5 separate regions of the Mus musculus genome follow, and all the other regions are linked to region 5. The links are chromatin contacts, called in public promoter capture Hi-C maps. All regions are on one chromosome and are shown on one strand. Each heading gives the region's core, a stretch centred on a gene start, on an enhancer-like site or on the middle of the called end of the contact. The rest is flanking DNA. Distances are from core to core; before and after follow the strand shown.

Region 1 (5,563 bases), core at 881-3,380, 1.5 Mb after region 5:
TCTCAATGCATAAAACTTATGTATTTGGAGACTAAAAAGTATCCTAGATATGGAGGTAATCATTTAAGGTCTGATTCATCTTTGCAAATTCCCAACACAGCTTCATAGCTTCTGTCTTCAGTTGGTTCCAGGTCAATTCCATTATCTCTTCCAACTGTGGAATCGTTTGCTCATGTTCTCACTCTCAAAGGTCATTATATAGCTATATGTCATTATATAGCTCTTACCTTAGATTCAGAACCTTCTGTCTCTGCTAGGATGACAGGCATGCATCTCTATAGCTAGCTTTCCTTCTTCAGTCAATAGATAACCTGGCCTTTCTGCTTATTGGGTTTCTTGTTTTGTTTGTTTGTTTGTTTGTTTTTGGCTACTTGCTTGATGTTGCACAACTTACTAAGTTTCTTGAGCTATCTGCTGACAATCTGGGCCTAGAACATGTGCCAATTCAAATTCAGCCAGCGTGCAAAAAGGTATAAGATGAAGGGAGAAGACACTGTTAGAAAAGATTGGAATTTATTTAATGCGTTATGGGAGGCCTTAAGTATTATCTGCTTTGTTTTTGAAAGCTGACTTGAAGACAGACAGCAATAGTGGCACATATATCTTGTTGGTTAACCAACAGCTGTTTAATTGGACTTTATGCCTGCTCAATAAGAGAGAAATCACGCCTGATCCTGGAAACCTAGGCGACTATCTGGGGCTAGTGAAGTCATGGATCACGTTGCTAAACCAGCATAGTCCCTAATTACATCCTAAATACTCATCCCTACACCTATAGGTTAAGTGTAGTTCTCACTCTTCATCAAGGAAAACATCTTCTCCAGATAGAGATCATTACAGAAATTGAAACTGATCAGAATGCAGATTGGTGGAGCCCAGTCCCCACAGATAGAACTCCACCACAAGTCCTGAACTTAAGGCTCAGAGATCATTGTGGAAGAAGGGGAGGAAAAGCTGCAACAACCAGAGGACCAGACAGTTCGCTCTAAGATTTATCTCCTTAAAATGTCAGAGAAGCTACATCCGTGAAGTAACATAACCAACATGGCTGCCTAACTGACCTGAGCAAGGACAACATCAGCTAAGCATGGTGTAAGGGAGAAAGCGCACAGGGCCTCAATCCTAGCTAACTAAGGAATTCTGAGAGCTGGAGAAATAATCAGTTTTAGGGAAGAACATAGAAATTGGTTTTCCCATAGCAAATGATCAGCCTTGAAAACATATACCTACTTAACATACAGACTGAATAGGCTGTATTTATATATTTAGGAGCTATATCACAACAAAGAAGAGGCTATGAATTTGAAAGGGTGAGTGTGTGTGTGTGTGTGTGTGTGTGAATATGAGAGGTTTGGAGAGAGGCAGGGGAAAAATGATGTAATTATAATCCAAAAAGATTATAAGAAAAAATGGTGGGCAGGCAAGAATGAAAGTAAAGCTGTAGGAACACTGGCCAGGAAGATTGGTAGCTCTGGAATAAAAAAGCACAGCACTTGAAATTGTTTGTTACAGCGTAAGTAGGCAAGGGTCACTAGGTTTATTACTTAGTAAGTGAACAGAGTGAACAAGGATTGTATGAGACAGAGTGGGAAGAAAAGTCCTTAACCGTCCACGCATATCATTGCAGACGATTCCTAAAGGATCGCTAAATAATGGCGGTTGATTTTTCAGTGACTGGGAAGAAAGGCAGGAAAGTCTTTTCTGGGTGGTCTCCAGGGATGAACGAAAATGTCAGTCCCAAGGCAGTACCTTGAGACGAAAATGAAGGTCTCCCTCTCTAGTTTTTTGGTAAGTAGTAATAAATTTTTTGAGGCTTATATGAAGCACTGAGCAAACAACTGGAAGAAGAGCAGTTTTACTCGCGGAGTGCCACTTGCCTGCCTTCCAGAGGCGAACCCGCAAGCCTAGGCCTTGCCTCTGCTCCCGGGCTGTAGCTTCCGGCTTAGTAGCTGCAGGCTCCGCCCACCACCTTAACCCTTCCCGGTGATCGTCAACTGGGGCGCAACCTTTCGGGGACCGAGTTCTACCGGAGCTCCGGAGCTTTCGTGCGGCGCTGCCACATTGGCTCCGACTATGGGCGGGGCCTCAGTGTTGGGTTCTAGGCGCTTGCGCAGCCAGCTCTGACCTGCCAGAACACACGTCTTTTTCCGGGGGCGCGCGTGCCAGTGAGTGAGCGTGCGCGTTCTTGCTGCCGCCAGTGTTGCTTCCGCCGTCCTCTGCCGCTGCTACGGCTGTCGCCGCCCGGGATCCTCAGGCCGAGCAGTAGGCCGGCCGGCTGCCCACCACTGCCCCGGGACGGAAAGCGGAGCCGCGGAACCGGTGGACCGGCGGGCGTGCCGACAGGTGAGCTCACTCTCCAGTGGCTCTCAAATTAGGTGGGGCCGCGGGGTTCAAGCTGCCGGAGCCGGGCAAAGGGGAGGGGAAGTGGGGCGAGGGCGCCGCAGCAGGAGGTGAAAGCTGCCCGCAGCGGAAATGGCGGCGACCCTCAGCAGCGGCGGCGAGCCCGGCCCTGGGCACCACTAGGCCCTGCTCGACCTTGCGCACGGCGGGGCGGCGCGGAGACGAGGCTTTCCGGGCCAACTCCGGTTCGCACGCGCGGCCGCCTCCGCGGCTCCCGGAACGCAGAAACTGGTGTGTAGGGAGGCGGGCAGTAAAGGCTCCGAGGCTTGTTCACATTCTGGGACGCAGAAATTGCCTTATAGTTGTAAATTTCAAAGGCATTTGATGTATAAAAAAACCCCTAGTTTATATACCTAGGGACGACATTTTAAGAGGCGATTTTGTGTCGTGCTCTTTGGGGAGAGAATTAGGGACTCATTCGTTTAGGCTCCAACTTGTGTTATATGGCTGGATTAAAGACTTGTTTTTCCTTGTGTCTAGGAGATGATTTCTCCGAATTCATTAAGTGCATCTTCGGAAAAATAATGCAAAAGGTAGCTTTAATTTGTTTTCAGATTGGACTTTGGGGAAATTGGGTCGCCGTTTGTTGGACGCTCAGCTGATCATTCATCCTTTATAGGCAGTGTGTCTCAATTGCTAGTGGTTTGTCTGTTTAAACATCAAAACGCTACTTAATAACACAAAGAATTATATTGTCCCATATATTGTCGTGGTTGCCTAAAGACAAAACTCTAATCGTAGGATAATTTTGTTCATTTATTTGCTTTCTTTAAGGAAAGCGTGATCTGTTAGGTGACATTAAAAGCCAGGACTTTCCGCAGTTTCTAACTTAATATGTGTTACGAATCTGTTACCTGTATCAGTATTTTCATACTTAGGCTGGCCCTGTGTGTGTGGACCGCAAGTGTGGAGCCAGTGGAGCCTCTAAATTCGTTCGGGTTTGGGAACAGGGTACCTGCCCTTGGATTCTTTAAGCACCGTGCCGCACAATCTCTTTGCCCCAGCAGCCTCCTTGCTAGTCTCTTAACCAATTTAAGTGCTCAACCCTTGACATTTTTTTCATGACCACTCTCATGTTCCTGTTATGTGAGATATCCTTCGTTTCTACTCCTCTGTTATTCCACTGTGTACTGCTGTAACTAGTCTACTGTCGAATGTTAGACTCTCTGCTTTACTTTTCCCCTCCTTGCTTAATTGTATACAGCACTTGACTCTTCGTTTACTGTGTTAACATATTTAACATTGTTTTTTAGTTAAGGTTTTGTTTTGTTTAGGATAGTCAGATAGTATGTGCCCAGTAAATACTTACGGAATGAATGGAAATGAGTTTAGTAGCAGCTAGGCTATTACCCTTTCACCAGGAAGCCAATTAGTGAGTAGTGAGCGCTTAAGAATCACCAGGCTTCTGTATCCTCAAGGACAGAGCCACCAACTTTCCCCTGCCCTTTGGGGGTGGGAGGGGGGCAGTCAGTTAAGAGAAAGGGCTTATACTTTCCTGTAAAATCACTTTACAACTTTTGGGGGGTGGGGCAGGAGGAGGATTGGTTTTTCAAGACTAGGTTTCTCTCTGGCTTGCCCTGATACTTGCTCTATGGACAGTGTGCACCATGGCCTTGAACTCAGAGATCCACCTGCCTCTGCCTTCCAAGTACTGGGCCTACAGGGGTGCGATACGATTATCAGCCAGCTCTGTAACTTTCGATTTGTGATTTTTCAGAGCTAAAAGCTTTTAAAAGATATGCTACTGGTTCAGTAAAAAGGCTCTTAGAAATTTTGTCTTTGGTTACTTGTCTCAGGACTTGAGGTGAAGGTGATATGAAGTCTTCCGATTCTTTAGTCATTGTGGAGAAGTTGTTTTTGTGAACAGGATCTTGCTATAGTTCAAGCTAACTTGCAAGTTGTGTTGCTCCTGCTTCAGCCTGGCAAAGGGCTAGAATCATAGACTTTTACTACCACACCCAGCGTAAGATCTAGCAGTTGCTGGTGCCCTTAGCTGGAAGCTCATTATCTAGTGCTATGACAACCCAGTAGAGACTTCTTTGTGACTGAATGACACTATAGTTCTTTGTAATGCCTTTGCCTCATTCCCATCTAGGTTTAGAAGAATAGCTAGATTTCTCTGTATTTTTTTAAAAACTTATGTGTGCATTTTTTAAATGTAGGTGTGTGCTGTCTGCACATACACCCACATGCCAGAAGAGGGCGTTTGATCTTTATAGATGACTGTGAGCCACCTGGTGGTTGCCGGGAATTGAACTCAGAACTTCTAGAAAAGCTGCTAGTGTTCTTCACTGCTGGGCTATCTCAGCGTCCTGATTTCTCTGTATTATCGAGAACAGTTCTGTTAATGTGTAGTTCAGTGCTGGGTGCATGCTGCATGGTTCTACCCACTTTTACCCAAGCGCACATGGGAGAGAGTGATGCTTCTGGGTGTGGTTGTAGACCCACCCTGACAACCTCCTTTGCTGACGATCTAACTTAATGAATCAGACTTAGAGCTTCCAAGGCTTCTGAGCCGGATTTCTTCTGTTTGTTAACCACCTATAGCTTACAGTATCCCATAATCTGCCAGAGTTGTGTCTTTAAAGCCCAGGTGCATGGTGCTCACAGGTACTTGTTGAATGAATAAGATGCAGTGAAACTGAGGCTTATGATAAGGTAGAGTTTTAGAAGTTTGCTTCTGAAAGCAGAGCATGAGGTAAGCATGAGGTGTGGGATTTGAAGTGTGTAATACTGTGAGCAAACTAGCAGCAAATGAAAGCAGTTATTCGTCTCCAATAAAGAAATAAAACTCCCGAAATCATAGGGAAACTGGTTAGGAGCCGTTTGTATGAAAATGAAGCATAAGCATCAATTCTGCATATGAGGACCTCTAGTATTCCTGTGGTGCCTCCTGGAAGTTTTCAGGTATGATATATTAAGCATTTAAAAATGTAATAATCAGGACTGAAGGTGCAGATAAGAGGAGAGTGGTTGCCTATCATGTGTCAACACCTCAAAGAACTAAAAAGTTGCACTCCTAAAATGAGGCTTATTATTGTATACTATAGAGTCCAAGTGATGAATTTAAAGCTTTTTGTCAGGCAAATCTACAGTTTTGCTGTACTTCCTCATCCGTACATCAGCAGAATCTACTAGACTCTCCTTCCTGAAAAGGGACAAG
Region 2 (5,249 bases), core at 2,621-5,120, 1.5 Mb before region 5:
CAAAGAATACAGAGCAGAGTGAAGTGGGCCCTGAGTAGCAGAACTTAACCCTGTGGTGGTGGCTTAATGGATGTGTCCAAGTGGCAGGGACTCAAACGCTGAAAGGGAGAGAGCTGGTGACCCTCACTCTACAGAAACATAGCCTAGATAACACTGGTCCTCTGCCGTCCTTTGAAAAGCCGCCTGTGTTCTGGACAGGAGTGCAGCAGGAAGCAGCGTGGGAACATTCATGATGTAGGGCACATTAGTGGCTGCTTTTAGCACCATGCTAAGAGAGGGACAGGGACTTTGGCTAACGCTGGCCAGGAGACAGGCAGGAATGAAAGACACACAGCTGTGCTAATGGAGCTGCGATGGACAGCTCTGCAATCTGTATCCACCAAGAGCTGGGCAATTTGGGGATTGAAAAGGCTGAAAACAGGGACTGCTGTGTCTTTCAAAGGACATCTGCCATCAAAGTAGTGTCTGCAGCTCAGTACACTTAGCAGAAAATAAAACCAGTGCCCCGTCCCAGCGGCTGGGGGCCCGAGGGAGAGTCACCATAAGGATGCTTCCTCCTCAGCTGTGCCATCCCTCAGGATGCCTCAGGGTAAGTGCCAGAGTGCAGGGTGGAGACAGGCCTGTCTACAACCCCCTTCTCCTTCAGGAGAACTCAGGGTGGCTGCAGTTTGAGGATTCATGCGGAGTTGTATCCGACAATGCAGAGACCCTGTGGCTCTTACTCCATTGCCCTCTAAGATAATACCCGGACAAAGACGCCATGTAAGCATTCATCCTCTTTGTACTTATAGGTAGCACCTGTACAGGCCCATCCTTTGCCACTTCATCACTCACAGAACCATCTTCACCCTCACAGACTGGGATGGCCTAGGGCTCAAGCAGAGCCTGTAGCAAGCAGCTGACTATTTATGACACTCCACCCTCCCTCTCAATCCTTTGGTGGCTACTATTCAAGCCTGAGTTTCTAAAGTTACTTTATTTATTAAGTTGTGTGAGTGTGTGTGTGTGTGTGTGTGTGTGTGTGTGTGTGTGTGTGTGTTTGGAGACAGGCTCCCTTTGATCTGCTGATTTTTAATGCCTGTCTTCTCCATGGAGACCTCAAGATCCATGAAGGAGGAGCTGTGAGCCAGATCTCCAGGATTCCCCCTTGCTGAGGCACTCCTGGTTGCTGATTGAATGGGACGAATAAAGGAGCAGTGGCTAGATGGTACCTGTGCCCCACAGGAGCCTGAAAAGAAGTTGCATGAGGTCATGACCCCAAGGATGGGTGGGAAGCTCACAGGCCCAGCTGGTGCAGGGAAGGCCAGCACAGGGGTGAAAGCCTGGACATAGGACTCCAGGTGAGGCTGCCAGCACAGGAGCAGCTGTAGGATAGCGGGCTTCAAGCTGAGAGGTGCGGCTGGCCAGGAGAAGACTACAGAGACAGGCACAGAGCCAGTATGGACAGGGCCATGCTGTTCTCACCACCCTGGCTCCAGACCTCTTGCTTTTGTTTTCTGTTTCTGGTTTTGTTTTGTTTTTTTTTTTGATTGTTGTTTTGTTTTTGTTTGTTTTTTTTTCCCTCCAGCTTTTTATCCTCATTTTGAAAATACCAGTCTGCCACTGTATTTGTCAATCAAGACTTTAGGAGCTGTGCTCTCTATTGGGCCTGATGGTATTGATGGCATAGATTGTCTTTGTCCAACAGCCTTAATGAAGGCTAACACTGAGTTCATCAGAAGACAAGCAGGTAAGCCCCATCCAGGACAATCCAGACACTGTAATTAAATGGACAAACTCGAAGGTCTGCCTGCTATGAGGAGAGAAGTCAGTGCTGTTGAGTCCGACTAGTTAAGTTAGTACTTGTGGCTATTACAGACAGGGCCTCACAGGGCCTCACAACCCTGAAAATGCTCGCCTCTCTGACAGCAGTGGGTTAGGATGCCCTCTTTGGACTCCTGTGTTTCCTGTGACACTGGTAAAAATAAGGAGGCCCCTTGGTCACTGTCTTATTTCCAGGGTGGCTGGGTGGGACCACCTCACCACCAAAGATAGAGTCTACTCTTGTGTTTGCTTGTCAGAGTTGATCTCAGATCAATGACGACGAGTGATCATGAATGTGGCCATCATGCGTGTTTCCTTGTGTTCTACAGACCAACAGTATAGGGAGCGTGCCTGGGTAAGTGCTTATAGGTTTATAGTGTCAGCTTTGGGAGCTGGGGCTTTAAATTGGTATATATATATATATATATATATCTCCAGGAGTGGTGGTACATTCCTCTAATTCAGCACTTGAGAGGTGGAGATAGGTGGGTCTCCAGGAGTTTGAGGCCAGCCTGGTCTCTCTCTCTCTCTCTCTCTCTCTCTCTAACACCACATACACACACACACAGACACACACAATGCACATTCATCCATCTGTCCAGGCAAATCATCCACACACATAATACATAAGTCTTATTTTGTACCTATGTGTGTGTTGTATGAATGCCATGTGTTCTATGGTCATGTACAGCTGAGTGCACGTGTGTGAGGGGTCACAAGTGAGTCCTGAGTGTCTTCCACAACCTCCCTTCACCTTACTGTCTTTTGAGACAGAGTTTCTCACTGAACCTGAGTGTCGCAGTTTCGGCTGCCCCAGGTAGCCATTGAGCAGAGGGATCTGCCTGTCCCCTTTGCTGCCCACCCCTGCCACCCGAGACGGTTCTGGCATTGTAGATAAGCATGCTGTGCCTGGATTTTATTTGGATGCTAGGGATCCAACTCAGGGTCCATGCTTAGGAAGCAAATGCTTTGCACACTGAGCCATTTCCTCGGACCCTGTACTTGAAATGTAGCCCAAACGTGTAACCGTTAGAGGTAACTAGTGTGTGACATTTGTGACTACACATTTGATAACTTCACCTGAGAAGGGAGACATAAACAAAGCTCTACTCAGCCCAGACAGGGCACAGATGGCAGACCAAAGAGCAGATTCCATCAGAGCATGGCTTGGGGAGTGGGTGACTTAGTGATGTAACTTACAAGAACAAATAAGGGTTTACTTACAGGAGTGTGGACTGCTGTAGGTGGCTACACACTGCTGAGGGAAAAGCCCCTCTCCCTCAGCTGAAAGTTTTAGTGTTGGGTAGCCTTTGACTCTCTGAGGGAGGCTTGCCAGCTCAGATACGAAAATCTCATTTAAGTTATATATGTATATTTATTCACACAATTATGCGTATGATAGCATATTTGATAAATAATTAATAGTATGACTCCTTATGACTTTTTCAGACATCCTTCCTATTACTAAGCCTCCTTAGGGAGGGACTTCTTCTGCAGCAGAGAATGTTAGAGGAAGGGCTCAGTGTCCTGAGGGTCTTTTCTGAGTAATCACGGCTTTTCTGATTTCAAGACCTCACTGGCTTTGCCATGCTCTGAGGGTGAAGAGCAGGAGCGGAATCCCTTAAGGTATAACCTATATACACACAGATTAGAGAAGGAATCTATGGAGCTAGAGGGAATACAAGCCAACAATACAGAAGAGCCCAGGACAGCAGCAGGCTGGGCATCCGGGACAGAGAGGCTTCTCTGGGTACAGTTGCCTTCCAGGCTGTGTGTGACCTGCTCTGCAGGCCTATAAACCAGCAGTGTCTGAGTGGAGGCAGCCTGTGTCCCAGCCCCGCTACACGGCAGACCAGTGCTGGAAGTATCAGCAGCTGTAAGGCTAGGATCCTCCTTGGGAGGATCCTGTGCTCTGGGGGAAAGGTCATGAGGCGAAGGGTCACAGGGTTAGCCAGGAAAGTTTTAAATTAGCCGTGGGAACAGGCGAAGCCCAGAGGAGGGAGCAGAGTACAGGAATGTTCTGGCCCTGTTCTTGCCTGACGTCTGTGCTGAGCCTTGCGGCTGAGGCCTGGCTGACAGTGGCTAAAAATACCTGAGCTGGGCCTGGAGATCTCACACAGGAAACTGCTATCCAGAGTGGTGTCCGCAGAGCTGGTGGCATTCGGGGCCTGGTTGGGCAGGACGCCTGAACCTGAACTGGCTCAGGTGCGGTGGGTGCGGTGGAGCTGGCTGGGGTCTCTGATGCACTTGCCTGAGCTGCGTGCTGCTTACCTCTGTCTTCTGAAACCAAACCAAGGGCATGTTCTTCCAGATGACTGTTATGTCACAGGTGACATCTGGGGAACCCAAGAGTGCCAGGGAAGAGTCTCCCTAAAGCTGTGGACACCTGGCTGCTGCCCTGACAAGGCATCTATCTGGTTTCCCACAAAATGAGATCTCAGAACACATCACTCACTGGTCAGAGGTTGGTGCTGTAGAGATGCTTCAGTTTGATTAGAGGGGAGCCATCAGTAAAGTGAGAAGTGAGAGAGAGAGAGAGAGAGAGAGAGAGAGAGAGAGAGAGAGAGAGAGAGTGTGTGTGTGTGTAGGCCAGAGGTTAATCTCAGGTAGCATTTCTCAGAGATCATTCTCTTTATTTTTCTGATACAAGCCCTCTCTCAGGCTTGGAGCTTCCAAGTAGACCAGACTTGCAGCCCACTGAGTCCATGGATTCTCCTGTCTCTACCCCACCAAGTGCTGGGGTTATGATCAAACAGTACCATGTTGGCTTTTTGCACGTGTGCCAGCATGTCTTCCTATGTTGAAGTTGATCTCCCACTATGCCACTCATGCTAGAGAAGAGCCCTGCCACAGGGCCGTGTGTCGGGAAGGCCTGACTTCCTAACAGGGAAAGCTTCAGGCATAAGGATGGGCAGTGCAGAAAACAGGGTCAGGGCCAGGTCACAGGCTATGGGAGCCACAGCCCTGTTGCTTCCCCTGACCTTGCATTCATGAGACCAGGCCCCGTGAGATGACTGATAATGAGGGTTCATTCTCCCCCTTTGGAGCTGTGGTGGTTTAGATGAGAATGGCACCCAGTAGACTTGTATATTTGAAAACTTGGTCCCTGGTCGGTAAAGTTGTTTGGGAAGATCTAAGAGGTGTGACTTGTTAGAGGAGATGTATCCCCAGGAATGGGCTTTGAGGTTTAAAAAGACTGGAGCCATCCCCCAGTCTCAGTCTCTCTTGGCTTCATGTTTGTGGCTCTTGACAATTGTTCCAGAATCATGCCTGTCTGCCTGACACCACACTTCTGCCATGTGGTCATAAATTCATTCTCTGACACTGTAACCTTCAAACTATGGCTGTCTTTTGCTACTTTGTGGGTTCTTTCTTCCACCCTTTCAACCTTTTAACACCAGATAAGATAGAAAAAAGGGTAGAGAAGAAAGAGATCCTTAAATTAG
Region 3 (5,597 bases), core at 868-3,367, 1.3 Mb after region 5:
TTTTTTTTTTGTCTTTTCGAGACAGGGTTTCTCTGTGTAGCCCTGGATGTCCTGGAACTCACTTTGTAGACCAGGCTGGCCTCGAACTCAGAAATCCACCTGCCTCTACCTCCTGAGTGCTGGGATTAAAGGCGTATGCCACCACGCCCGGCCATTAATATACTCTTGAACATAGCGGGAGTCCTTAGATTAATGTCTCTTTACTCAGTTCTTATTAGCCTGTTTTAGTTCCTTACTTTCTAGAAGATTTGCTATGACTAAGTCCTATAGCTAAGCGCAACATAGCTTTTCCCAAAATATTCCCACAACAGTCTTCATGGAAGTCTTTCCTGGCCTCTAGTCAGGGGAACCCTTTAATATAATTTCTCTTCTTTATACTTATCACAATCTTATGTGTGGTTGGTTTACATCTACCCTATAATTGAGATAGTGTTTTATTCACAGAGGAAAAAAAAAGTAGACAATGTAATAGTGAAAATAGAAAAGGATTTTTTTGTTTTGTTTTGGTTTTTTTCGAGACAGGGTTTCTCTGTATAGTCCTGGCTGTCCTGGAACTCACTTTGTAGACCAGGCTGGCCTCCAACTCAGATATTCTCCTGCCTCTGCCTCCCAAGTGCTGGGATCAAAGGCGTGTGCCACCACCGCCCAGCTAGGATTTTTTTTTTTCAATATGGCAACACTGGGCAGAGGAACAGTGAAGTCCAATTATCTCCCAAATGATCCTTACAGCTCTGATCCTTAGGTTTATTTGGATGATGTGTACATTACTATGCAGCCTTGGGTCCTAACCATCATCTCTAGCTTCAGTCTCTTTGCCACAGTGGTCTGACAAGTTGTCATAACTGCATAAAATCTTCTTCCCTAAGAAGAGTCCCTTCTCTGTCTGGTACCCCTCACTCTTTTCCTTCCTTTCCTGGGGAATTCCAATTTCTGGGGGGTCCATTGTTTAAATGGCCTGATAGTCAAAAGGAAGATCATATGCATCTCTTAGAATATATTCATTCCTTCCAGGATAGTTTCATTATAAGCTGGGCATGCTGCCTCAAAGCAACTACCTATGTGCTGTGAACTAGACTTGTCTTGATGTGAACCCAAGCAGCAGATGAATCAGCTCATGTCTCAGCTTCACTAGTAGCCCAGAAAGTTTTGCCTGGAATTGGTGCCATCCCAGTGTGTGTGGCCTCCTTCATCTTCAAATTCCCAATAAGAGATGAGGGTCTGAAGGAAATCTATAGGTTTGTCAGGGTGTTCTGTAAGTATGATCTCACATGCACAAGTATGGGCATTTCTGTGGGAAACTACCTGGGTATTAAAGAGAAGCTCTGAAACAAGTATCTATTAGTAGTGGAGAGCCAGCCACTGAAATGTCAATTTCTTTCTAATACCTATTGGGATTGCCTGAAATAAACAAACACCTCTGATGTCAGCACCGCCCTGAAGGACTTTGCAGCTCTCTCTTCCCTGGAGCTCCTTGTTGACTGTCAGCTAGTGCTAGGTGCTAGAGATTTAGAGGAACTCACCTGACAGCTAGCAGACACTGATTGGAAAATAAGCTGGACCCTGGGTGAGAGAGGAGGCAGTGAGAACTCTTAATGTGGGGTGGGGGTCTAGGTAAGATGCAGCCATTTGGATTTTATATACTCCAGCTGTGAAAAGATGCCTTTTGTGACTTGAGGTCAGTAACCACAAGAAAGCTTTAGATTTGTTTAGTTGTGCGGACAATGTAAGTGGCCTGGCCAAATGAACTAGTAGATTCCAGAAGATGGAGCTTATAATGCAAAAGTGGGGATGAGTGTCCGGGCGTGCACGCCTTTCATCCCAGCACTTGGAAGAGGCAGGTCAACCTGGTCTACAGAGTGAGCTCTAGGGCAATCAAGGCTACAGAGAGAAAACCTGTTTCGAAACAAACAAGCAAAAAGAGTGGGAGACAAGCGAGACTCTAGACGATATTAAGTGCTTTGGATAGAATACAGAGATGAGGCCAGGTCCACTGCACGAAGCCCCACCCCCCAGCCCCCAGCCCCCTGGCGTCCAGAGGCGAGGGAACCTGCTGACTCAGAAGTCGCGGAACCCGGTTTCCGCCCGGGTGCAAAGTAGCGGACCGGAAGGGAGGAAACGGAAGTGTAGCATTTAGGCGTGGCTACACGGATCTGCCCGCGAAGTTCCAATCAGCGGACTGCGGAGCACGCGGGATCCGTGTCTTTACAGTTGTTTGATACCGGACTTTGAAAGGCAGCCCTACCGAGACAAGTGAGCTGGGAGTCGCTTGACAGTTTTATCTGAGTGGATAGAGGTCATAGATCACGCACTCGCTAGTTCTGAAGTGCCGCGGTGCATTCTGGGTCCCGGGCTCTTGCTGCCAGTGTCTAGCTAGAGGCGCCTCCCTGGGCTAGTTCCAAGACGGCGGATAGATTTTCGCCTGTCAGTAGACTTGGAGGTCTGGAGAAGTTTAGTGACTTGCGGAGGGCTGAACAGATCATGATTCTGTTTTGCTACCTTTGTTTGGTTGGTTTTGGTTTTGCGTGTCAGGATGTCACTGTGTATTCCTGGCTGTCCTGGAACTCGCTCTGCAGACCATGCTGGTCTCGAACTCAGAGATCCATCTGTTTTTTCCTCCTGAGTGCTGGGAACTAAGGCTGGAGCACCACGCCCTGCCTGTTTTACTACTTTATTTGCATTCGGGTGCACACCTGGACCGAATGATGCATGACCCCAATCTTAAGAGCATCAAAGGTTGGAGACATTCCACGCTTTTGTGTTCAGGTCCAGGCCACAAGGGGATGCTCCTAGGTTCTTAGTCACAGACTTTTTGAAGAGTTGCAGGTAGAGTGCTGAAAATGTGCTTGTTTTGATAACTACATTGGGTTTTTGCTTTGCTTTGCTTTTCAGTCTAGGATGGAATTGGGTGAGCCAGGGGATCATCTTTAGATCTCTAAGCTCCTTTTTATTTTTTGAGACAGGGTCTACATAGCCCTGGCTGTCCTGGAACTCCCTGGACATGCTGGCTTCGAACTTAAGAGATACCCCTGCCTCTGCCTCCTGAGAGCTGAGATTAAAGGCGTGTGCCACCATGATAGGCTCTAAGCACCTTTTGATAGGGAAATAACAGATTTTCTGACCCTACAAGGACAGCTTCCTAAAATGATTGGTGTAATGGTCTGTGGCTACAAAGGCTGATTTCTTCTTATCTGTGTTGTAGGGAATTCTTACAGAGGGAAACCTGATGCCACATGCTGCCAACACTTACCTGGAGTGGCTGAAACACTGAGATGATCAGAGGGGTTTGTCTCACAGACCCAGACAGCCTGCATCTTGGCCTACCACCGTGTCTTCCTCAGTATAGGCTGATATGCCCAGGGTAGTCCTGAATGGTGTGACAGTGGATTTTCCTTTCCAGCCCTACCCATGCCAACAGGAATATATGACCAAGGTGCTAGAATGTCTCCAGAAGGTAAAGCTACAAAGCTCAAGACAGTAATTTAGAGAGGGGGCAATGAGGGCATACCTTCAGCAAACCCCTACTGTAGCCCTACCCTCATCCATTCCAGACTGGGTTTGTCTGCATTCTTTGGTTGGAGACTATAACAAGTGAACAAAAGAGATAGTTATAGAGAGGGATAACTTTGAGAATGTATTGCTGTCCTTTCTGAGTAGGTGGTGTTTGTGCTGGGTCTATTTGATAAGGAATGGGCTTAGGAGGCACATTTCTATGCAGAGGAGCAGGAATACCCAGCTTTCACCGTTTGGGGAAAATGTTTTGGAAAGTTTTTTTTTTCTTTTTAGATTTATTTATTGATTGTATGTAAGTACACTGTAGCTGTCTTCAGACACTCCAGAAGAGGGCATCAGATCTTGTTATGGACAGTTGTGGGCCACCATGTGGTTGCTGGGATTTGAATTCACGACCTTCATAAGAGCAGTCGGTGCTCTTAACCGCTGAGCCATCTCTCCAGCCCTTGGAAAGTTTTAAAATGAGACTTTGATTTATTTATTTTATTTTTGAGACAGGATCTAACTTTTAGCCTAGGTGTTCTGGATAAGCCAGGCTAGCTTCAACTCACAGAGATCTGTCTGTCTCTGCCTTCAGCATGCTAGGGCTAAAGGCATGTATTACTGTGGCTGACTTTTGTGTTTGAACCCTGGAAAAAGTCTTTAAATCTTAGGGGTGTGGAGTTTTTAGCTTTCTACTGAGTTTCTTGAGGTTGCCTTTTTGTATTTGAATCACTTTTTCCTCAAATGTCTTCTTCAGGCTTCTATCTGATATCTGGGACAGAAGACATCAAATTCTGTTCAAATATGGTGAATGCCTATATCCAGAATTGTAGAGCAGTTTCCTATTTTGAGACTTAGCACCTGATTAGTCATCTGACTATATTAGGCTGAAATTTTCTGTCATATTTGGAGAAATGCTCTGAAATTATTTTGCTAATGAGGGCGGTTTTTGTTTTTCTGAGATGGTTTCTTTACTTAGCCCTGGCTGTTCTACAACTTACTATGTAGACCAGCCTGGCCTCAAACTCACAGATATCTGTTTGCCTCTGTGTACCACTATAGTTTGCTAATGAGGACATCTTAACTTACAGCTTTTAGTGGAAAATGTCATGAACTAATTTGTGTCCTCTGGGTGTGAGCTGTGCATCTCAGAGTCATCTGACTTCTCTCCACACCCCCTGCTTTTCCCTTTATTGTGCCTGACACCAATTAGAAAGTGAATGGCATCCTGGAGAGCCCCACAGGCACTGGGAAGACGCTGTGCCTCCTCTGTTCCACCTTGGCCTGGCAACAACATCTCCGAGATGCAGTTTCTTCCCTAAAGATTGCTGAGAGAGTTCAAGGGGAACTCTTTGCCAGTCGGACCTTGTCATCCTGGGGGAGTGCTGCTGCCGCCAGCGGAGACTCAATAGGTGACTCCTCTCTCCCCACCCTCACCCCATCTCTCCTGGCCTCTTGTGCGGATGGGAGCGAAGGGAAAGAGCCTGTGACAGGGCCAGTTCATCCAGGCTTCCTCTGTTCTTGGAGCAGAATTTAAGTAGAATTTTGTATCATCTATATTCCTCACCATTTTGGGTATATACCTGGGGTCAGAGTCAGGTTTGTAGATGTCTACAGGACTGAATTAGCTCAGTGCTGCTGCATGTACAAATACACCTGAGAATATGCCTCACAGTTGCTGCCTTTCCTTATGCTTGTGCAGAGTGCTACACAGATATCCCAAAGATCATCTATGCTTCTAGAACGCACTCCCAGCTAACTCAGGTCATCCGTGAGCTTCGGAATACCGCCTACCGGTATGTCGGCATATTCATTACTTGAAGAGTATCTGGATAGTGACCTTGGTTTGGAGCTAGACCAGCACCAGCTGAGTGTATATGTCTATATGTGGGGGGTGAAGACTGGTTGGCTTTGACTACTGTGAGAAAGCAGCTTTGATCTTTGAACTTATGGCTGACCTTGAACCCTGGGCTTCTTGCAGAACTGTCATGCCTGTGGTTAAGGTCAGCTCTGGCTTCTCAAGACAGCTTTGCTCATGTCTTAATATCTCGGTAGGGCTCCCATATAGCAGAATTTGGACAGTAGGTTGCTCTGTCCAGGTTTTT
Region 4 (5,367 bases), core at 1,085-3,584, 1.6 Mb before region 5:
ATGATTTATGACATCAGCTTTGAGCTTCACATGTATGTGCGCACACTGAACTTAACCTACAAGCAAAAACATGCACGTATGCACACATTAAAACATACGTATACCCACACGTTAAGATGCGCATACATCTATGTTAAACGTGTTTGTATACCCACACATTAAAACATGCGCATACCAACACATTTTAAAAAGTCAGTGAAAAACCGGCCAGATTTTTTAGGTAGCAGATTTTAAACCTGGGGCTTTGCACATGCAAGGCAGATAAACCATCACTGACCCACAGCACAGCCTGCAAAACTTTGAGTTGACATTGTATCTACAATTCCCCTAAATTATGTCTATGAAAGGGGACCTGAGGGGTTTATGTCTGAATATTTCCCAAGAGTTATTTATTGATTTATTTATTTGAGACAAGGTATCCCTGGCTGGCTTTGAATTCACAGAGATCTGCCTGTCTCTGCCTCCTAAGTGTTGCAATTAAAGGTATGTGCTTCCATTCCCAGCTGCATTTCTGAGTATTTTCAAATACTAATAGAACAAACGGAGAGTCTTAGGGCAGATTTTAAAAGCAATATTTTTTTAAGGTATACACAATTGCTCTAAAATTATATTTAAAAAACACATTGAAGAAATGGTTAAGTTTTTAGATGTTCATCCTTGCCATTAAATGGTATATATGTATCCACATTTGGGGTAGTCATTCTCTACTGGCTGTGACTAGAGCACAGAGGAGAAACTGTTGTGCTAACCAGGTCTAGAAAGCACCTGGAGGGCTCACAGTCATAATGATGGAAGTGTTAGCAGGGGCTCTTCTTTCTCTAGCCAATGACTAGACTCTGGTTTTACTTTTTTATCGCAGTATAAATGCTGGCTCATCTTGGAATCAAGTACAGCATTCAAAGACTACTTCGGGGAAAAGGCAGAGTGGATCACAAGGACCCCACGTCTCCTCCCAGCTGAGGAGCAGCCTCCTTGGGATCTCCCAGCCAGCAGCAGAGAAACTCATGGAAACCGTTCCCACGGAAGGAATACAGGAGCAGGCTGCGCTCAGCTCCAGGTATCAGGCTGCCTCTGGAAGCAAGCTGTTCCTTGACTTCCACTCCATGGAGATCATGAAGGGTGCTGATGAGGACAGTGCCAGTGACCTGTCAGACTCAGAAAGAGTGGCCATCCCCCCTTCTCCATTCACGCCTCCAGAGCTCAACCTCAGAGCCGAAGAGATAGACCCGGTTTCCTTCAGTCTTCACCCAGAGCTGAGCCAGGCAGAGTCCAGACAAACCTACCCTGACTTTCTTCCACCTCCTTTTAACTCCTGGGACCTCCGGGATATGGCTGTTGTCATGAACTCAGAGTGCAGGAGTGAGGCCCTGCCTCGGGCCACGGGATTCCTTGGGAAGTACATAGACAGACTTCTTCAACTAGAATGGCTGCAAGTCCAGACTGTGCAGTGTGAGAAGGCCCGAGCCGCCAAGGCCAAGCCCCCTGGTGCCTCTGGGGTGCTGAAAAGCCCTGGACGGGGTAAGCTCCTTACCAGTGCCCTGTCCAAACCCTTACCATCCCCAGAAGGGATTTCAAAGTCAGGCCCTTCTCGAAAGAAAGGTTTTCGCCACGAAGAAGCCCACCCATCCTACTATGCATTTGAGACTTTGCCTAACTCTGTGGATGGGCCTGGCCGACCCAGGCTGTGTTCCCAGAAGCAAGCCCCGGAACTGAGAATGGAGAAGAAGAAGAAATCAAGTAAGGGCCCTAAGCTTCAGCCCCGTGCTCCACCCTGCGCCGAGGGCAACCCTGCAATGGAAGCCAACGGCAACATCCGAATCCCCAGGCAGTCTGCAGTGCTTCTGGACCCAGTGGATTCCCATAGGGCCTCCAGGACACAGGCGCACGTGGACCTGAAGAAAAAGGGAAGTGCAAATACCTGTGGCTATGCCCCTTCATCCAGTGAGAAAAAACTCAAAACAAATGGAGCCAAGCAAAGCACATATAAGTTAAAGTGACCCCTGAGGTAAAGAATTGTAAAGACCTGCAGATGTGTAACAATGGGGGCTGTCTCCAGTGTGGTGATGAGCTTGAACTAACTCAAGCTGGCTCTCGGTTACTCCAGCTTGCCTCAAAAGTTATTTTCCGAGGTCTCGGTAAGGCTTAGTAAGCTGTTCTTTGTATAGGCAGTCTTACAGACAGACTTATAAAGTCTTATAGACAGACTTTGTATAGACAGTCTTAAGCGTTCGAGGGCCCTATAGGTAAAAATTTACCCATGTGTCCGTGATACAAGGGATTCAAGCAACAGTGCCAGGCAGCCAGCACAGCCCAGCTCCAGTGTCTGTCCCTGTCTCTGAAGTGTGGAAGACAGTGTGAGCTGCTTTAAGGGAGAAACCCTAGTGTGTGGAGGAAGAGAGGCCCTGCTGGCTCACCGCCTTTTGCTTTTGCATAAACCCCTCAAGCAGAGTTTCTGTCTGCTGTCCTTCTCTCATCTGTCACCCCATTTCCCGCCCCCCCCCCCAGCTCCCACTCCAGTTAGGGAGCTCATGCAATTCTATTTTGAGGGTCATTTATCTGAAGCAGTTCCTTGCCAGAGGCAAAGGCAGCCGGATCGCCTATCTGATGCATTTTAAAAGGCATTTTAAGACCAGGGGTAGTGCTCTAGCCCAGTTCTGAGTTCTCTTAACTGAAGTCAACATCATTTGTGGATTTTTCCAGACAGAAAGATGACCGGCCCAACCTTTGTTGCTGCTGTCTGATGGGAGCAAAAAAAAAAAAAAAAAAAAAAGAATGCCTTGGCACATTAGACTTTGGGATATCCATGAGCAATTTGTAGGATTACTCAAATATAAGTCGTTGAGTTGCTGACTAGGGACCATACATATCCTCTTGTTCTGGGTCAAAACTAAAGGTCTATGTCTGTTTGTAAGAACAGGTTTTTCTAATTACGCCTGGGGCCAGGGGAAGGAGCAGAGACACATTTGCTTGGGGGGTTGGGGGGTGCAGACAGGCACACATATTTCACACAAACACACATAGGGAGGGAGGGAGAGACTGAGAGAGAGAGGGAGACAGAGAAAGAAAGACTGGATACTATCCTGAGTGTTCTTATCTGGCTGTGGCTTCCTCTCCTCCCATGGTGGGGGGTGGGGGTGGTGGGGGCGGGGGGGGGGGGGATTCCTCAGCTGCATCCCAGACCTCTCTGCCTGGGGTGTTTTCTTCAGTGTGCAGACCTTCCTTGGTTGCTGCTTCACAGACAGTGGTTGTTTATTAAGGACTGTAGTTAGTAGCTTCATCCTTTGTTCTAGGCATGGTGATTCTAGTGTTTTTTGGGTTTTTTTTGTTTGTTTGTTTTTTGTTTTTTCACCTTTGAGACAAAGAACAAAGGTTACATGTTGCAGTTGGAAATAACAATGGCTTCCACAGGGCCCCTGGTGTCTGTGACTGAGATGAGTTTAGTTAAAACCAGCTGCTAAGGTTAAATGTCCAATTATCGCGCTGAACAACACGTGAATTTTTTTTCAGCCCTTTTTCTTTAGGACTTTATTTTCATATTCTTTTTGCACTGTCCCCCCAGAGAAAACCTGTTATTTATTAAATGCAGGTCTTGTGCCTTTTCATGTGACCAAAATCCGTTTATGTTGAAGGCAGTCCACAGATGCAATGTCCACATTTGCCGGAGTATGCACCTTGTGTTGGGAGAACGATACCACCCTGCTCCCTCTTCCCACCTGAGGGAGGCCCTGGGTCCACTTCCCTTCTCCTTGGAGCACAGACTATTTGCAGCATGACTGGAACTTCCCTTATTCTTTCTCTAGGTTTTTATGCGGATCCTTTGGAAGCTTCAGGGCCAGTAAATGTAAGCATGACATCATATACACGTAATACCAGCTCTAGTGCTCACTAGAGTAGCATGCTCACTAGAGCAGCACTGACAGGGTTTCTTTTCTGTTACACACCTGTGTGGGTCCTTTAGACCCTGACAGGCAAGGGTGAAATTCCTTTTCCCTTGCTGGATGTGAGTCTGAGCTAAAACTGTCACAACTAAGGAATGCAAAGACAGTGACTCATGCATTCGTTCCCAGCACACTTAACCGAACTTGGTTCCTGATCTAGGGACTAGAATTCATGTTCTGTGTTTAGACAGCCCTAGAAGCCCAAAGCACGACTTTGTTTACCTCTTTGCCCAGGTTGATTGTCCGAGTTGAGCAGTGTTATTGGATCTGGGTGCTATTGAGCAGCACAGTTTGTTACAGTCACGTTGAGTGTAGTTATTTGAGCACAGCCTTTTCCACGATCCCTAAAAACATACCCCACGTAGGCAAGTAGACAACATTGGGCACTGAACTGTAAACTCAATAAGTTCAAGGCCAAACCAGAGTATCCAGCCTCAGTGACAGAGGGTGCCCTTCTGGGAAGTTCTTCTCACTCAGGGATGGTTAAAAGGCCCTCCCGTTTAAACCAGTCAAACCCAGGAGAAATATAAGGAAAACAGTATTTCAGACTTAATAACATCAATGAGTGGAGAAAAAAAAAATCACAAAAGGTTCTAAGTATTCACTGATGGCTTTGGTCATTTTCCAAATCTCAAAGGGGCTGAAGGTTTGTAACCAACTTGAAGGTCATAGAGTATGTGGCCTGTCACAGCCCTTTGGAGGAGAAGACAGACGCCATGGTCTTCACGCAAAAGGAAGGCCCCTGAACCTGTGAGCTGTTGGGCTTATGTTCTAGAAGACCTAAGGATAACTTCTTAGGTGGCTTATACCTTCTTTATCTTTCTTTCCGTTCATTTCCTTAAACAAGTAGAAATAGGCACTCCTGGAGGTACTGTGTTCGAGGTAACAGCAGTATTTATTGTTTTATTTGTGTACGTGTAGACGGCTGTAGTAAAGTGACCTATAAACACATTCAGCATGTTCATTTGCTGTTGTACTGCTGTGTGTTTGGTTTTATACGTAGAAAAACAAGTCACGTAAGCTTTTGTGAACTTGGACTGTTCCTTCCTGGAGACAAATTAAACAAACGTTACCTGGAACTTTCTGGTTTGATGTGATTTCTCTCGTTTTTAATGCAGTTGTCTTCCCAATTGGTCTTTATTTTCTGGTTATTCTCGAGAGTTGCGGAGGATGGGTTTCCGTCCCCCTGACCTTCATGCTGATGCTGTCCAGGAACAAGTGCTGCCATGCGGATTCACGCGTCAGAGGCATGTGGCTGTGAACTACGTGGTTGTCCTCCTCAAAGATGTTGAGGAGTAGACAGGAGAGGAGCAGGCTGCAGCTCCACTGTGTGTGCTGATCCACTGCGTGTGCCGTGTAGGACTATCCTGCCAGCCAAACTGCTACCATGGCCCTGCATTCAGCTGTGCCCTCTTGCAAAGGATCACCA
Region 5 (5,052 bases), core at 1,820-4,319:
TTGTAGCTTGGCCACTGATTTTTTTTCCACACCAAGAACAACAATGTCCTTTCCTCGAACACCAACCTTAAATGAAAATACATGTCACTTTTAAGAATCGTATGAGGACAGCTATTATTTTCTGACACAGCAGAATGGAGTGGGTTAGGCACATACAGATAGGCTTGGTGCAGGAGCCCTGCAGAAAAGTAAATCCACCCATATCTGGTCTACCGCTTGACAAACTGTACCACAATGAGGATCCAGATCCGCTCCTGAGGACCAGGACAAGTTATCAGGACCTGAATGCCAATTTCATGCCCTCAAAGCACTGAGGCGGTTACAACTGTATCACTGAGACCCTGAGTAGAAGCCTGAGGTGACTAAACCCCAGGCCACAATCCTGCCTGTTCACACTGCATGCACATAGTACTGGCAGGACCCGGTATGCTACAAAGTGAAGCACAATCCACTGTTTAAGACACCCCCACCCCCCTGCCCATGGCTGCGATTGTAGAAGGGAGGACGTGGTCCCTGTATAGACAGGGGAAAATGGGCCAGGGGATGTGGAATGGCATTTGCCCAGCACCAAAATCAAAATCAAACCAAAAAATTTTGTAGGCTATTTGGTCATACTGTTGATGGTGTTGTTTACTAAAAGACAAAACATTTTTTTAGCTGTGGTTCAGCCTCAGCTCACACCTTTAGCCCAAGGACTTTCTGCTTGAATATTGTAAACGAGATTAAATAAAGTCAAGAGGCAGGACATGCAACCAGCTGGCCAGAAGTGAAGATTATTTAAAAACAAAAACAAAAACCATAGAGTAAGAAGAAATCATGAGGATGGATAGAGACAAAGGAAGCAGAAAGGAGGGACATTCAGTTTGAAGGTTTTTTGAGTCAGCATGAGAAGGGGCAGGATTCCTGGTGGGACACTGACTGAGGAAGGTCAGCTGGGCTCTTCTCTGCCTCTAGGAGCCAGTAGGCTTTCACTCCAGTATCTGGTTCCTGAGTCTTCATTGGTAAAATCCAGCGATTGAAATTTTGTTAAAACAACAACAAAACCCCACAATAAACCCAGGAAACCTCACTTAACCCTTCAATCAAGAGAGGAACAGAAACAAATGTAGCAATCCCGGAAAGGGTGGTTGGGTAGAGGGCACCGCCCCTTGCCAGCTCCCTCTGATGTGGAACAGGATTCCCGGGCCCAGACCTCCAGATACCAGGAACCTCCCACAAGGCTCACCAAGGGCCTGGAGTGATTTCACACGTTCCTTCTGTGTTGATTCCTGTGACCTACAGGATCCAAAGCTAGCTGGATGCAGCAGGCAGCTGCCAGTTGGGAGCACTGGAGACAGGCACCCCAGATTCTAGAACATTCCTACTGAATGCGTGGAGCCCAGAGGTCTATACACTGGTGTCTTCCTCAACCCTTCTCCAACGTCAAAAGCAGTTTTACTTTTAAGTATGTTGTGTCTGTGCCTCTGAGTACAGCTGCCCATGGAGGCCAGAGGTGCTGGAGCCCTTGGAGCTTAAGTGTAAGGCAGTTTTGATCCTTAGAATCTGGGTGCTGGAAACTAAATTCAGTACTCTTCAAGAACAGATCTGCACCCTTCAACTGCCAAATCATCTCTCCAGCCCTCCAACTTGTTTTTTGAGATAGGGTCTCACACTGAACCTGAAGCTCACAGATTCTGCTACACTTACTGATCAGCAAGCCCAGTGTATCCTCCTGCCTCTGCCTCCCAGACTGGGATTCCAGGCATGTCACCAGGTGCAGTGCAGGGAGCCACCTCACTGGCCTCACAGGTTTTTCTTTTGTTAGACGGTTTCTCACTAGCTGTATCTCTTGGGTTTGGAGTGATGGCTCAGCGGCTGCTCTTCCACAGGACCCCAGGTTCAATTCCCAGCACCCATATGGCAACTCTAGTTCCAGGGAATCTGACACTCTCACACAGATATATACATATAGACAAACGGCCAAACGCACATAAAAATAACTTTTAAAATAATAAATTAATAATGCACACACACAACCACAAAGAGTCTTTATAGTTTTAGAAGTCTTTAGGGTCTCTAGATTTAGAAGCCCAGGCTGGCTTTGTACTTGTGAGATTTTTCGAGCCTCAACCTTCTAAATGCCAGGATTATACAGGCCTGCACTTCCAAGCCCTGTCATTCCAGAGTTCTTGGGTGGATTGGGTCACCAAAAGCTTTGGGGTTTTAGTTTCAAGGAGATAAAATACCTGGGAAATGTAAGCGTTTCAAGACTCGGAACCACGTGTGTTCCGGAAGATCCGGTGACTCGGGAAAAACAAAAACCAAAACTAAAACTGTCTCACTGCTGGCGCTTACAGGTGTGGGGAGTCCTTTTCCAAACAGTGCTAAGGACTGAACAAAACTGGGGCGCGGTGAGAAGGGCCCACCGGAACCAGAACACGGCGTCGGTGGCGCATGCGGACCCGGAAGCAGCCTGTCACCATCGCAGGGCCGACGAATCGCCCTTTGTTCACAACGCCCACCTGGGCCTAGCTCGCAGATCCCCAAGTCCCCGCCGGCGCCGGCTACAGCCAGCCTCCCGCCGCCCGCGCGCACCTGCGGCCTCCGCCGTCCGCGCCGCGCGCACAGCACCAAGATGGCCCCGGCCCAGCCCCGGGGATGCGCTCGCCTAGATGCTCCGCAGTGGGGAAGCCAGAAAAAATCGCCCGGCTCTCCGGGAAGCGCGGCGCGGTCCCCGCGACCTGGTGCCCTTCCTACGTCGTCACCATTCAGCTCCCGTCACCTCCTGGTCCACCCGCCGCCAGCAGATAGCGCGGCCCCCGCGCCCAGGTCTGCGTGCCCCGCTTCCTTTTGCACCCCGTCGCTCAGGCCCCGGGCCGGCTCACCGCGGTGGAGCCCTTTTTGACCGCCTCCTGCGCGTACTCCACTTGGAAGAGGTGGCCGTCGGGCGAGAAGACGGTGATGGCGCGGTCGTAGCTCATCACTGCGGACGCACTAGCTCGGGCCGCCGCCGCTCAAAAGCGCACACTCACCGTCAGCGCCCCGCCCTCCCGGGCCACGCTGCTGGCGTCTGGCGTCAGGGGGACGTGCGGCACGGCGGGGCGGGGCAGGGCGGGCGGAACCACCGAAGCTCAGCACAGGGGGCGGTGTACCGGCTACCGGCTGGACGAAGAGCGCAGGCCGGGTGCAGGGGGCCTCCGCGCGGTATCCTGACCTGGGAGGCAGTCGCGTAAGGCGTGGGGACGCGGGGGACTCGAGCGCGCATTGGCGACAGGCAGGCGGGCGAGCCCACGGCACCGCGCCCCCCGTGTCCCCGCCCCCGCTCTGCGGAGAATGGGCACCTCGGGCCGCGGGGCGCAGCCGGAGAATAAACCCCAATGATCACGGGCTGAGTCCGCGCCACCACCATGTCCGTGGCCTTCGCGTCGGCGCGGCCGAGAGGCAAAGGGGAGGTCACTCAGCAGACCATCCAGAAGGTGGGCATGGCCGAGGGGGTACAGAGTGCGGGTGGGCGCGGGGCACGAACAAAGCCGGGGCACAGCCCGCCGCACGGAGCCCTGACGGCGGCTCCCCGCGCCCCCAGGAAAGCCTGCGCCAACTTTGCTGGAGGCACTGGCAGCGGGGGCCCGGCGGCCGCAGGGGGTGGGGACCCCGGAGCGCGTTGCGCGTTCTTCTCCCAGAGCGCCCCAGGCAGCAGACGCAACAGAGCGAGACGCCAGGGCCCGCGGCCCCTCCAGCCGGGGCGGGGGCTTGTCGCGCTCTGCTGACAGCCGTGGTAGCGACGGTCGCGCGCCTTTGCGCGATGCTTGGCGAGTGGAGAAGGGGGAGCAGGCAGCCTGGAGGCGCGCCGCTGCGGCGAGCTGGCCGCTCTTGTGAGGTACTGCGGTGCCCTGCACAAAGGAACGCATCCAAAGTGTGCGTGCCATTTCCAGAGCCCGCACCGCTGTCCAGAGCTTGCTGCACGCGGCGGACTTGAGGCTAGCGCAGCCCCGCCCCCGCTCGGGCCACTGGGTATCCGCGAGCCTCGCCTTCTGCACCCTGGCTTCAGACACCGCAGGTTTGTCCTGCAGTCTCTCAGTTTCATCCTTTAGTTTGGGCCAGTTTCTCAGAGAAGGCGTTTGCGTGGGTGTGTGGACGTCTTTAACAAAAGGAAGCTTTAAGTTTTGGCTTGGACACTTTAGCTTCTTACTGTTTGCCTTCGCGGTTCCAGGCATCTTTCTTACGCGATGGCTTTTCCTAATTCTGGTTCCTTTTACAGAATTCTTGAATTCTTTTGAGCCAGTTAGTTCCCAAAGGAAATTGGCCTCTCTACTCCCTCAGAGGCTTGTGGGGATTTTCTTCGCTTGTCGCCTGTTTCCCAGATCACCCTTGCTATCCTCCTTAGGAACATAATGGTTATCACTGTTGGCAAGTCCTAGTTAGCAGGGGAGATTATTGGAGGAAAGCAGAAATGCAGGTTTTATAGATCTTGCCACATTTAACTTTTTGCAGAAGTGACTTAGTGAAGGAGGCTACAGAGGCTACGTGGTAAAGCTAATAGTAGCCCTTCCGTGTGGCTCCACAGGCTGCTGTCTGTGTGGCCATGAACTAGGAGCCTTGGTTGGTGGAGGGTGGAGTACTCCACACATTGGCAGTCCAGACAGTGCCCAGGCACTCTGGCTGCTGGATCTTAACAGTCACTCTTTCCAGTGCCACTTTTGGCTTCAACATTTTTAGTCAGTAGTCAAACGTGCTCATCAAAGATCCTCAGTTTCTCCAGGCAAAGGTGTATTGGAGGACTACGCCAAACATCAGATCACAAAGAGGAGATGTTGGCTGACCTCAGCTCAGGGCAGAAATTCAGCCTGTGCATCTTTGGAAGTGGGTCTTAAGTTTAGCCTGTCAAGGTCCTTAACCTGGTAGGGCTGGCAATTCACTTCCTGTCTCTGTGAATCCTTTACTGGGGAGTCTGAGAAGGCCTGAGGGGGGATGTGTCATGTACTTAAACCGTGCACTCTGACCTGGCCTGATGATGCGCCACTGCAGTTACATTCTGCAGCATATGTGGCAAGACGGTCTGAGAACAGCCTGAGC

What was found. Promoter capture Hi-C pulls out the DNA fragments that hold promoters and counts their contacts.
Region 1: a promoter capture Hi-C map of pre-B cells shows a contact between it and region 5, with 5 times the contacts expected there. The contact joins the promoter of Dnajc5 here to the promoter of Ss18l1 in region 5.
Region 2: a promoter capture Hi-C map of cranial neural crest shows a contact between it and region 5. The contact joins the enhancer-like site here to the promoter of Ss18l1 in region 5. A contact is called at or near these places in 5 of 39 promoter capture datasets (the 3T3-L1 cell line, 3T3-L1-derived adipocytes, cranial neural crest and 1 more), 3 of 484 Hi-C or Micro-C datasets (the 3T3-L1 cell line, cortical neurons and palatal mesenchyme) and 2 of 115 datasets of contacts at active chromatin or transcription factors (embryonic forebrain and embryonic hindbrain).
Region 3: a contact with region 5 is called in a promoter capture Hi-C map of pre-B cells, with 4 times the contacts expected there. The contact joins the promoter of Rtel1 here to the promoter of Ss18l1 in region 5. A contact is called at or near these places in 2 of 39 promoter capture datasets (pre-B cells and second pharyngeal arch cranial neural crest).
Region 4: a promoter capture Hi-C map of trophoblast stem cells shows a contact between it and region 5, with 4 times the contacts expected there. The contact joins the enhancer-like site here to the promoter of Ss18l1 in region 5. A contact is called at or near these places in 6 of 39 promoter capture datasets (the 3T3-L1 cell line, 3T3-L1-derived adipocytes, cranial neural crest and 2 more), 1 of 484 Hi-C or Micro-C datasets (embryonic fibroblasts), 5 of 115 datasets of contacts at active chromatin or transcription factors (astrocytes, bone marrow-derived dendritic cells, embryonic forebrain and 2 more) and 1 of 9 other capture datasets (adipose tissue).

Annotation. Positions count from the first base shown.
Region 1 is chr2:181,518,355-181,523,917 of GRCm38.p6, forward strand. Dnajc5 (DnaJ heat shock protein family (Hsp40) member C5) reads left to right here and starts at 2,131. Exons shown (of 5, transcript NM_016775.3): 1 at 2,131-2,343.
Region 2 is chr2:178,490,446-178,495,694 of GRCm38.p6, forward strand. No RefSeq gene overlaps it. Among named protein-coding and RNA genes, the nearest start is that of Gm35582, 9.0 kb to the right of the region's middle. Within about 2 kb of position 3,871, at least 23 of the 459 cell types and tissues checked have an H3K27ac peak or open chromatin away from gene starts, as enhancers often do.
Region 3 is chr2:181,317,607-181,323,203 of GRCm38.p6, forward strand. Rtel1 (regulator of telomere elongation helicase 1) reads left to right here and starts at 2,118. Exons shown (of 34, transcript NM_001001882.3): 1 at 2,118-2,250; 2 at 3,200-3,451; 3 at 4,706-4,904; 4 at 5,195-5,288. The coding sequence starts at 3,350.
Region 4 is chr2:178,419,412-178,424,778 of GRCm38.p6, forward strand. Fam217b (family with sequence similarity 217, member B) reads left to right here. Exons shown (of 4, transcript NM_001081289.1): 4 at 860-2,766. The coding sequence ends at 1,997. Among named protein-coding and RNA genes, the nearest start is that of Gm35532, 7.5 kb to the right of the region's middle. Within about 2 kb of position 2,335, at least 18 of the 459 cell types and tissues checked have an H3K27ac peak or open chromatin away from gene starts, as enhancers often do.
Region 5 is chr2:180,039,414-180,044,465 of GRCm38.p6, forward strand. It overlaps Ss18l1 (SS18, nBAF chromatin remodeling complex subunit like 1), which reads left to right and starts at 3,070. Exons shown (of 11, transcript NM_178750.5): 1 at 3,070-3,455. The coding sequence starts at 3,387. Psma7 (proteasome subunit alpha 7) reads right to left here and starts at 3,051. Exons shown (of 7, transcript NM_011969.2): 1 at 2,865-3,051; 2 at 1-66. The coding sequence starts at 2,960.